Linked DNA regions of Mus musculus: region 2 is linked to region 1. Evidence: chromatin contacts called from public HiChIP or PLAC-seq data. All regions are on one chromosome and are shown on one strand. The core of a region is the stretch at or near the end of the contact, and the rest is flanking DNA. Distances in the headings are between cores, read along the strand shown.

Region 1 (4,711 bases), core at 429-2,928:
GTTTTTGTTTTTTTGAAACAATGTTGTCCTCCAATATGCAGTAGATCTATTCTTTTTTTTTTTTAAAGATTTATTTATTTATTATATGTAAGTACACTGTAGCTGTCTTCAGACATTCCAGAAGAGGGAGTCAGATCTCATTACAGATGGTTGTGAACCACCATGTGGTTGCTGGGATTTGAACTCCGGACCTTCGGAAGAGCAGTCGGGTACTCTTACCAACTGAGCCATCTCACCAGCCCTAGATCTATTCTTGAACAGATCCTCCAGCAGCCATAGACTCACAAGTTCTGGGATGACAGATAGGAGCTTCCCAGTGTGAATATACGTTCTACCATCAATTTAGGAAATAATGATGAGCAGTATCTCTGTTCAGTACACATACAGTTTTCCCCCACAAACCCAGGCCTCACAGATGCAGGCAGATTCCATCATGGAGCTGCAGCTCAGCTTTAGTCTTGGGATTCTTCGTGGGCAGCAGCAGTTAAAGTTCAATGTCCTGCTTATTCCTTTATCTGTGCTTTTAAGAGAATGTTCACTTCTCCAGCTGGGAACCCAGAACAAGTGAAAGCAACTGTGTTGCAGTAAGAGCAAGTCCTTGGGCCCTTCCTTGAAACCTTTTGTTCTTTAACTAAAGCTCTCCAAGCGGCTGCCCTCCCCCACCCCACCCCATACACATAACCTTTCTCTCTGTAGCTTTGGCTGTCCTGGAACTCACTCTGTAGACCAGCCTGGCCTCCAACTCAGATCTGCCTGCCTCTACTTCCCAAGAGCTGGGATCAAAAGTGTGCGCCACTATGCCTGGAACTCAATTTCTTTTCTAAGAAATGGAAAGAACATAGGCTAACAGAGACTTGTAAGGCATGAAATACATAGGCTTAAATCTAGCAGGTTAGGTAGGTGTGTGGTGGGCCATTGTTATCTCACTCCCTTGGAGTCTGTGTCAGGAACACTGAATCCAGGGCAAGCCTGGACAGCATAGCTTCCTTTCACCATCTCCCAAAAGCCCCACAATTAAGTGTTCTGTAGGACGTGGTTATTTGCTCAAAATAATATAGGCCACCACCAAAGAGGCAATCCCCTATTACTCATGATAACTTTCTACTGGCAGATTATAATAGTGGATAGTAAATTAAGGGATAGTTGCAGACATTATTGCTAAAAGTGGAAAGACAAACAAACATCCTTTTTAAGTTCAATTAAAAAAAATCTGCTCGGCAGAGTTTTGTTTCTGCTTTTTTCAGGTTCTCATGTATCCCAGGCTGGCAGTGAACTTCTCACTCTCCTGCCTGTGTCTCCTAAGAGCTGGGATTACAGGTGTGTGTCTCCACTTCTAATAGACCACACTATCAGCCCACTTGCTTTGTTAGTAGGAAAAGCAGGATGTGGCGGGAGCCTCCTCCTCAGGGACCTCCGAGCTAATTTCTCAGGCATCCTAGGAGATTATGGGGAAAGCAGGGCCTCAGCAGGCTGAAGCCATCAGGTGTCTAAGGCTTTGGGGACCTGAGACTCAAAGGGTTCCACAATCAAGAGAGCTCCAAAAGCTGCTCGGCATCTTGGTTCTTTAGGGGCAAAGTCACAAGGGCCTGAACGATTTATTACTCAAGTTTGTTGCGTCTTACGGCTGCCACCCCAAGCTTTGGAGCACACAGGTATGAGTCACTGCCATTCGACCCAGCAGATGACCCTTTAGAGCTGTTGACTCCTTACATTTAAGGTTATGCAGGCAGGGTGGAGCTCAGACAGACTGCTTGCTAACATGCCTGAGGCTCTGCGTTTGGTCCCTAGCACTGGGTCAGAAGTTCAAGATAATGCTGGGCATTGAATTTGAGGCTAGCCTGGGAAACATGAGACCCTGTCTCAGTAAAGAAAAGATAGAAAAGAAAAGAAAAGAAAAGAAAAGAAAAGAAAAGAAAAGAAAGGAAAGGAAAGGAAAGGAAAGGAAAGGAAAGGAAAGGAAAAGAAAAGAAAAGAAAAGAAAAGAAAGAAGAAAAGGAAGAAAGGAAGGGAGGGAGGGAGAAAGGAAGGAAGGAAGGAAGAAAGAAAGAAAGAAAGGAAGGAAGAAAGGAAGAAAGGAAGAAAGAAAGAGAGAGAGAAGGAAAGAAAGAGAGAAAGAGAGAGAAACAAAGAAGCAGGTTATATACACAAAACCAGATTTAGTGGCATAGATGTGTGATCCAGCTACTCAGGAGGCTGAGGTAGTAGGATTGCCATGATTTAGAGGACAGACTGGAGTATAGTGAGACGAGAGAGACAGAGAGAGAGACAGAGAGAGAGAGACAGAGAGAGACAGAGAGAGACACAGAGAGAGACAGAGAGAGACAGAGATTGAGAGTAATTGGTATGGAAGCTGGAGGTAGGAACCTGGGAAATCATATACTTATACACTGATCCACGTATTTCAGTCTGTTATGGTTGTTTTTGAGTTTTTAAAAATGTTACTTGCTTTTATGTATAGTTGTGTTCTGTGTGCTTGTATATCTGTGTACCACATGTGTGCCTGGTGCCTACAGAGACCAGAAAAGGGCATCAGATCCCCTGGAACTAGTTACATGTGGTTATGAGCTGCCATGTGGGTGGTGGGAATTGAACCTGGGTCCTCTGGAAGAACAGTCGGTGCTCTTAACCACTGAACAATCTCCCTGGCCTGTTTCTGATTTTAAACCATTTTTTAAAGATTTATTTTTATTTTAGATATATGAGTGTTTTGCTTGCATGCATCTGTGTACTATGTGTATACCGGGTGCCTGCAGAGGGCAGAAGAAGATGTCACATCCTGGACCTTCTGCAACTGGAGTTAACATAGTTATGGTCAATCATGTGAGTGCTGGGAATCAAACCCAGGGTCTCTGCAAGAGCAATAAATATGCTCTTAACTGCTGAACCACCTCTCAAGCCCCACCTCTAGTTTCTTAAATGCAATCTGAGATGAATTTGGATGTCTAAAGCAGTCCAACTAGTTGGCTCAGCCAATAAAGGCGCTTGCCACCAAGTCTTTTTATTCAGTCTGGGACCTTAGCCCATGGAATGATGCCACCCACATTTAGCGTGGGTCTTTCTACCTCAGATAACCCAATCCAGAAGCTCCCTCACAGGCATGCCTCATAAGCGTGTGTCTTGTGTGATTCTAAGTCCTGTCAAGTTAACTGTCAGTACCAACCGTCACAGTACTGGTGGCCTTCTCTCCAACATCCCCTTGCTTCTCTATAACTCTCCCTAAAATTTTCATTTCTTAAAGAGGCTGGCGAAACTGCACAGCAGTTAAGAGCTCTGCCTGTTCTTCCAGAGGACCCGGATGGGTCTGTAACTCCAGTCCCAGGGGATCTGACACCTTCTTCTTGTCTCCATGGGTACTGCATGCACATTCATGTGGAACACAGACACGCATGCAAGGCAAAACTCACCCCATTCACATAAAAAAAAATCAAGATAAAACGTTTTAAAAACTCATTTAGACTTCTTTTGTTTGTATCTATCTCTCCTGGAACTGGAGTTGTAGGTGGTTGTAAACTGACCAAGGTGGGTGCTAGAAATCAAATGTGGGTCCTCTGGAAGAGCAGGCAGTGTTCTGAGTAGCTGTGGCTAGACTGGAACTTGCTATGTAAATCAGATTGCCCTCAAACTCACAGCAATCCACATACCCTGGCTCCTGAGTGCTGGGCTTAAAGCTACCACACGGGGCTTCTCACAATGCTCTTCTACTTTAGGTCTGGTTATAGGCACTGAGTAGCCCCCATGCTTTTGCTCAGGAGCTACCCACGATCTTAATGTATTCTGGAATCTGTTAGACGTCTTGCACAAAACGTTTGTAGGCACAGCAATCATCCGGTGGCTTTCATTTTAGCTGTCCAGTGTTCCTTGCCTTTTGGCTAAGGTCAAGTGCAAGGAACTCCTATCTCTAGTCCACCCAACCTCCCCATCCTCCTTGTGATTTCTCTCACTAGGCTTTTCATTCAACAGACTCTGTTCTTGTGTTTCTCAAGGCCCCTCAAGCTCCCACTTTTCCCTTCAGCCAAGTGGTGATCCTATCTATGATGCTTCAGTAACCTCAAGGTTATCATGTGGTATTTACAGGCCATACACATTTGCCAAAGAGAAATTTACTGACACTAAGCCTAGTTCGTGGGAGTGTTTGGTTTTTTAATTACTGACTTGCCTGCTGATGTAGGAGTTGGCCTCAGCCCCCTCTTGCCTCTGCCTCTGACTGCTAGGTTGAGCTACCATGCCAGCTAAGAAGCTAGCTGTTGAATGCAGGTACTTAGTTTATGGTTTTGGCTTTAGTGTCATCTTCCTCCCTTCCCCCTACTGAGATTGAGCCCAGGGTCTCACATATGCTACGCAAGTGTATATCCTTAGCTCCCCTCCTCCGTTTTTGAGACCAAGTCATATATAGCCCATATGACCAAGGAAGACCTGAGTTTATCCTGCTTCCACTTCAAATGCTGGGCTTATAGGCATGCACCATCATGCTCATTTTATGACACCATGAGGCTCAAGCACAGGGCCTTGTGCACAGTAGACAAATACTCTTACCAGCTGAGCTACATGGCCAGGCCCATCAGGAGTTAAACATCTTTGAAGAGATTCACTAATTTGCTGTGTATGTGCATGTGAGAGCAGGTGCCTACAGGCTAGAGGACTCCCCTGCTGCTGGGGTTACAAGCAGTTGTGAGCTGTCTAACATGGTGTTTGGAGCCAAATCTGGGCCTCT
Region 2 (5,243 bases), core at 2,555-5,054, 420 kb after region 1:
CTCACAACTATCTATCTGTAGCTCTAGTTTCAGGGGATCTGAAAACCTTACATATATGCAGGGAAAACTCCAATGCCCACAAAATTTTAAAAAAACAAATTTAAATTATAAGAAAATTAAATATATTTATTTCTTGTGGAAATCAGGAACCTGTTTATAGTTGAATTTTGATATAAATATTCTCATAAATAATGAGTGCTTTAATTGAGCACTATTAATTGAGCATATTTAAAACCTCAGACTCATAGAATATTTTCATGTATTAAGATACCTAGAAGAGAAGTGAAGCTATTAATACTTTTAACTTGATAATAGTTTTTTAAAGTGTTTTACAATTATTTGTTTGTGTGAATTATGTATGTATGTGTGTGCCTGTGAGTATATGAGCATGCATGGAGGTCAGAGAAGAACTTATGAAAGTTGGTTTGTTTCTCTTATTCTCTGATGATGATTTTTTTTTTTCAATTTTGTATTTATTTACTTGGGGAGGGGGGGGAGAGAATACATGTGTGTTGTCTCCTTCCACTATGTGGGTACCAGGGATAAAATCTTAAGTTGTCAGGCTTCATGGCAACTACCTTTACCTGCTGAGCCATCTCACCACTCCTACCTGGTGACAGTTTTTTAAACTTAACTTTTTAGAGTCAGGTGTGGTATGTTACACCTGTAACCTCAGCACTTGGGAGGCTAAGGCAGGAAGATTATCCTAAATTCGTAGCAAGATCCCATTCGGTTAGCCAAAATTTGAGCTAGGAATGCAGCTTAGTTGACAGAGTACCTGCTTGGTATGCAGGAAGCCCTTGGTTTGACCATAAGTACTGCAATCCCAGCACTCAAGAAGTGGAGTAAGGCCGGGAGTGGTGGTGCACACCTTTAATCCCATCACATGGGAGGCAGAGGCAGGCGGATTTTTGAGTTTGAGGCCAGCCTGGTCTACAAAGTGAGTTCCAGGACAGCCAGGGCTACACAGAGAAACCCTGTCTAGAAAAAAAAAAAAGTGGAGTAAGGAGGTTCAGAAGTTTAGGGTTAGCTTGGTCTCCATGGGAGACCTGAGGCCAGCATAAGCTACATGAGAACCTGTCTCAAAAACTTTTTTTTAAAAGATTGAAATAAAAGATTGAAAGTCTAATTTATAGTGAGCACAATGTAAAGTGAATAAGTTAAATAAATAAAATGAATTTTAAAACAGAATAGGTCACTACCTGGATTTTCCTTTTAGTTTACTGATTGTGCAAAATGAACTACTAACAGTAGTTATTGCTCATTATGAATAGTGCAAATATATTAAAAAGTCTCATTTGCCTTTACTTTATGTGCATACTTTACACAGGCTATTAAAAAAGAACTTTGTCTTGTTCATTATTATATCCAGCTTTAAAACTCAAAGAAATGAGCTAGAGATCAAAGTCCTATTTGGAGAGTAGGAGAATAAAGCTTAAGGTGCTTCCTTAAAGCCTTTCCTGGTTCCTCCCAATTCTAAAATGCACACTGTTTTAAAAGATACAATACCAAAGTTAAGATAGAGTCACTTAGCAACTTAAACCCTCTGTGGACCTTTGTCTCCTTCATAGTTTCATTAGCTTGAGACTTTTTAAAACACTTTGGTACCTTTCCTTTCTAAATATTCAAGGCAGGGAACATTCTTTTTATGAGGGTTGAAGCAAAGTGATTGTCTGGGAGTTTATTGATAAGAGTTTACATTACTCTGAGGTTAACAAATGAGCTTGCAAATCAACAACAACACACAAACACATAAATTTTTAGAGATTTATGAGTGTGCCTGCATGTATGTATATCACCATATGTGTGCAGTACAGTACATACAGAGGCCAGAAGAAGGCATTGAATCCCCCAAAACTAGAGTTACAGGTGATCAGCTGCATGTGGGTGCTGGGAGTCAAATACAGGTCTCTGGAAGAGCAGCCAATGCTCCTAACTGCTGAGTCACATAAAAAGAGAGAACTGACTCCATAAAATTGACCTTTTGCCTCTCCACATGCACCATGCTATGAGTGCCTACACATGTACATAATGTACATTCACAAAAAAAATTTTTTTAACTTTTTAAAGAAAATATAGTTAGTATGTGAAATAATTGTAATGTTGAATCTTCAGAATAGAAAGAGGGGCAGTAGTTTTGCCCTGGAATTATTGCTGTTAAAATGATTTAGCTTCTTTTCCTGTTGCTCTGATAAAATACCAACAAAATTACCTTAAAGAAGAAAATAGGGCTGGAGAGATGGCTCAGTGGTTAAGAGCACTGACTGCTCTTCCAAAGGTCCTAAGTTCAATTCCCAGCACTCAACATGGTGGCTCACAACCATCTGTAATGGGATCTGATGCCCTCTTCTGGTGTGTCCGAAGACAGTGGCAGTGTACTCACATACATGAAATAAATAAAGAAGAGGAAGAAGAAAGGGAGAGAGAAAGAAAGAGAGAAAGAAGAAGAAACAGTCTGGGGTTGGGGATTTAGCTCAGTGGTAGAGTGCTTGCCTAGCAAGTGCAAGGCCCTGGGTTCAGTCCTCAGCTCTGGAAACAAACAAACAAAAAAGTCAAAATAACAAAAAGACAAAAAACAAAAACAAAAAAACAAGGTAACTAGCAAGAAGAAACAGTTTATTTGTTTCACAATTCAAGGTTACAGTCCATTCTGTTAAGGGTACAGACTTGAAGCAACTTGTTACATCACTTGTTCAGTCAAGAGCAGAGAAGAGTTAATTCATGCATTCTAGTGTTTGGCTCCCTTTCTCTTCTCTACCTGAAGTGTTCAGAATTTTCTTTCCTAATAGTACTACTCATAGTGGGTAGCCTTTCCCAGGAGATTCTAGATTATATCAAGTTGACAGTTAAAACTAACCATTGGGGATGGAGGAATGGCTTAGCAGTTTAGAGCACTTAATGCTTTTCGGGTGATTTGAGTTCTGTTCTCAGCATCCTTATTAGGGAGCTGACTGCAGAGTTCAGTGACACAGACCTGTAGTCACAGCTGTTTGCATGTTCAAGTCCAGTTTATTTTACATAGTTGAGACCAGGCCAACCAGGAGTTACATAGCAGAACCCTCTAAAAAGGTATTTTTTAAAAATCCTAGTTTAAAGTTATTTTTTTCTTTTTTTAAAATTTATTTATATTGTGCATGCGAGCACACTGTTGCTGTCTTCAGCACACCAGAAGAGGGCATCGGATCCCATTGCATAAGCTTGTGAGCCACCATGTGGTTGCTGGGAATTGAACTCAGGACCTTTGGAAGAGCAGTCAGTGCTCTTAACCTCTGAGCCTCCTCTCCAGCCCCTTTTCTTTTTTGGTTTTTCGAGACAGGGTTTCTCAGTATAGCCCTGGCTGTCCTGGAACTCACTTTGTAGACCAGGCTGGCCTCGAACTCAGAGATCCACCTGCCTCTGCCTCCTAAGTGCTGGCCGGCTTTCTTTGATTTTTAAATTCAGCTTTATCATAAGCATTTCTAAGATTTGGGGTGGAAGTTAAAAATACTTTATTTTTAGTTTATGTATATGGGTGTTTTGCATGCATACTACATCTGTGTACCAAGTGTATGCAGTGCTTGTGGAGACCAGAGAAGGGTATTGGATCCCTAGGGACTGGAGTTACAGAGTGTACTCTTAACTGCTGAGCCATTTCTCCAGGCCTGGTTGGTTTGGGGTCTTTCAAGTGATCTCACTGTCTGAAATCGCCACGTAGCTCAGGGTAGCCTCTTGTGTTTTGGGGTAGTTGTTTTTAAGATCGGGTGTCTTGTAGCTTAGGCTGGTCTTGATCTCTGTAGCTATGGATGACTTTGAACTCCTAATCCTCCTGCCTCCCCTTGTCCTGTGCTGGGGTTACAAATTAACAACATCACCATTCCCAGCTGAACACCTGGTTTTTAAAGATGCTTTAATTTTTTTGTTGTTTGTTTTGTTTCCTTCCTTGTTTCCATTTGCCACGCTCAGCTGCCAACTCTAAAATACTTAACATTCATGATTGTTTTATGGTGTGTCTTCCAGGATGTTTGACTAAGGAAGGGCACTTTGAATACTTGACTAATTGGAAATTCAGTGTTGACTTTGTAATGAACTCCTCTATCGGAGCAAGATTATCATAAATATGTGTAATCTTTAACTAAAATGTTTCTCGTAGGAGTTTATTTAGAAATGCACTGACAAAGAATATTACCTTTCTTTTCATTTTTTTTTTTTCAGACAGGTTTTCATTTATACCAGGCTGGTCTCAATGTCATAATGTCGATGACTTTGACTTTCCATTCTGCCTCTACTTCCCCAGTGCTAGAATTACAGCCGAGAACCACTAAACCCAGTTGTGTTTGTTTTTGTTTTTGTTTTATACAGTGCTAGGATCCAGGTTTCTTGCACGTTTGATAAGTACCCTACCAACGAGACTACCTGTCTAGCCCTCCTTTTTTTTCTTTTTTGGTATATAAATAAATATATGTTAAATTAGAAAATTACCCATTAGACTGTTTATAATAGTCACCTGAAGGCAATTACTTGGCGGGAGGGGGGAGTTCAAGACAGGGATTCTCTATATAGCCCAGGCTTATCTGATTAACTTGGAGCTCACAAGAAGACCAAGCTGGCTTCAAACTTAGAGATCTGTCTGCCTCTACCTTCTGAGTGCTGGGATAAAGGTTGTGGACCATGCTTGTTTTAGGCTTTTACTTTTTTTTTGGGGGGGGGGGTGGGGGGTTGAGACAGGGTTTTTCTTTATAGCTCTGGCTGTCCTGGAACTCACTTTGTAGACCAGGCTGGTCTCGAACTCAGAAATCTGCCTGCCTCTACCTTCTGAGTGCTCAGCACGCCTGGCTAGGCTTTTACTTTTTAAATTACATGTTTTCATGTGGGTTTTTTCTTTTTAAAAGATTACTTATTTTAGAGTGAGAAATTACCAATTTTTATAATCTGTACAAAATAAAATTATTATCCAAAGATCTCAACCTGACCAGGTATTTTGTCACATGACTGTAATGTCAACACTCAGGAGGCCACGGTAGTGGGATAGCTGTCCCTTGCACTGAAGTGGTCTACAGTTCTCTCTTTTTCGCAAGCCCCAAAATGTTTTCTTTTTCTCTTTTTCATATATGCAGCTTCTGGTAATGTAGTTTAGTGATTCAATAGTGAACTTTGTTTGTAGTAGGTAGTTTTTCCTGAAAGCATTGACCCTTTAGAGTCTCTGTATGAGTAGTTTGAGATTTCACCAAGCTCTCTCTATATATATGAAGAGAAAAGAACCTTGG

Evidence for each region. HiChIP or PLAC-seq counts read pairs in DNA pulled down with a chosen protein or histone mark.
Region 2: a contact with region 1 is called in an HNF4G HiChIP or PLAC-seq map of pancreatic cancer cells. The contact joins two enhancer-like sites. A contact is called at or near these places in 1 of 39 promoter capture datasets (liver) and 1 of 115 datasets of contacts at active chromatin or transcription factors (pancreatic cancer cells).

What each region holds. Positions count from the first base shown.
Region 1 is chr3:95,176,098-95,180,808 of GRCm38.p6, forward strand. No RefSeq gene overlaps it. Among named protein-coding and RNA genes, the nearest start is that of Sema6c, 14 kb to the left of the region's middle. Within about 2 kb of position 1,679, at least 30 of the 459 cell types and tissues checked have an H3K27ac peak or open chromatin away from gene starts, as enhancers often do. A contact at or near this core is called in pancreatic cancer cells, where this site is marked.
Region 2 is chr3:95,597,512-95,602,754 of GRCm38.p6, forward strand. The region is part of intron 2 of Golph3l (golgi phosphoprotein 3-like); the gene reads left to right. Among named protein-coding and RNA genes, the nearest start is that of Golph3l, 11 kb to the left of the region's middle. Within about 2 kb of position 3,805, at least 16 of the 459 cell types and tissues checked have an H3K27ac peak or open chromatin away from gene starts, as enhancers often do. A contact at or near this core is called in pancreatic cancer cells, where this site is marked.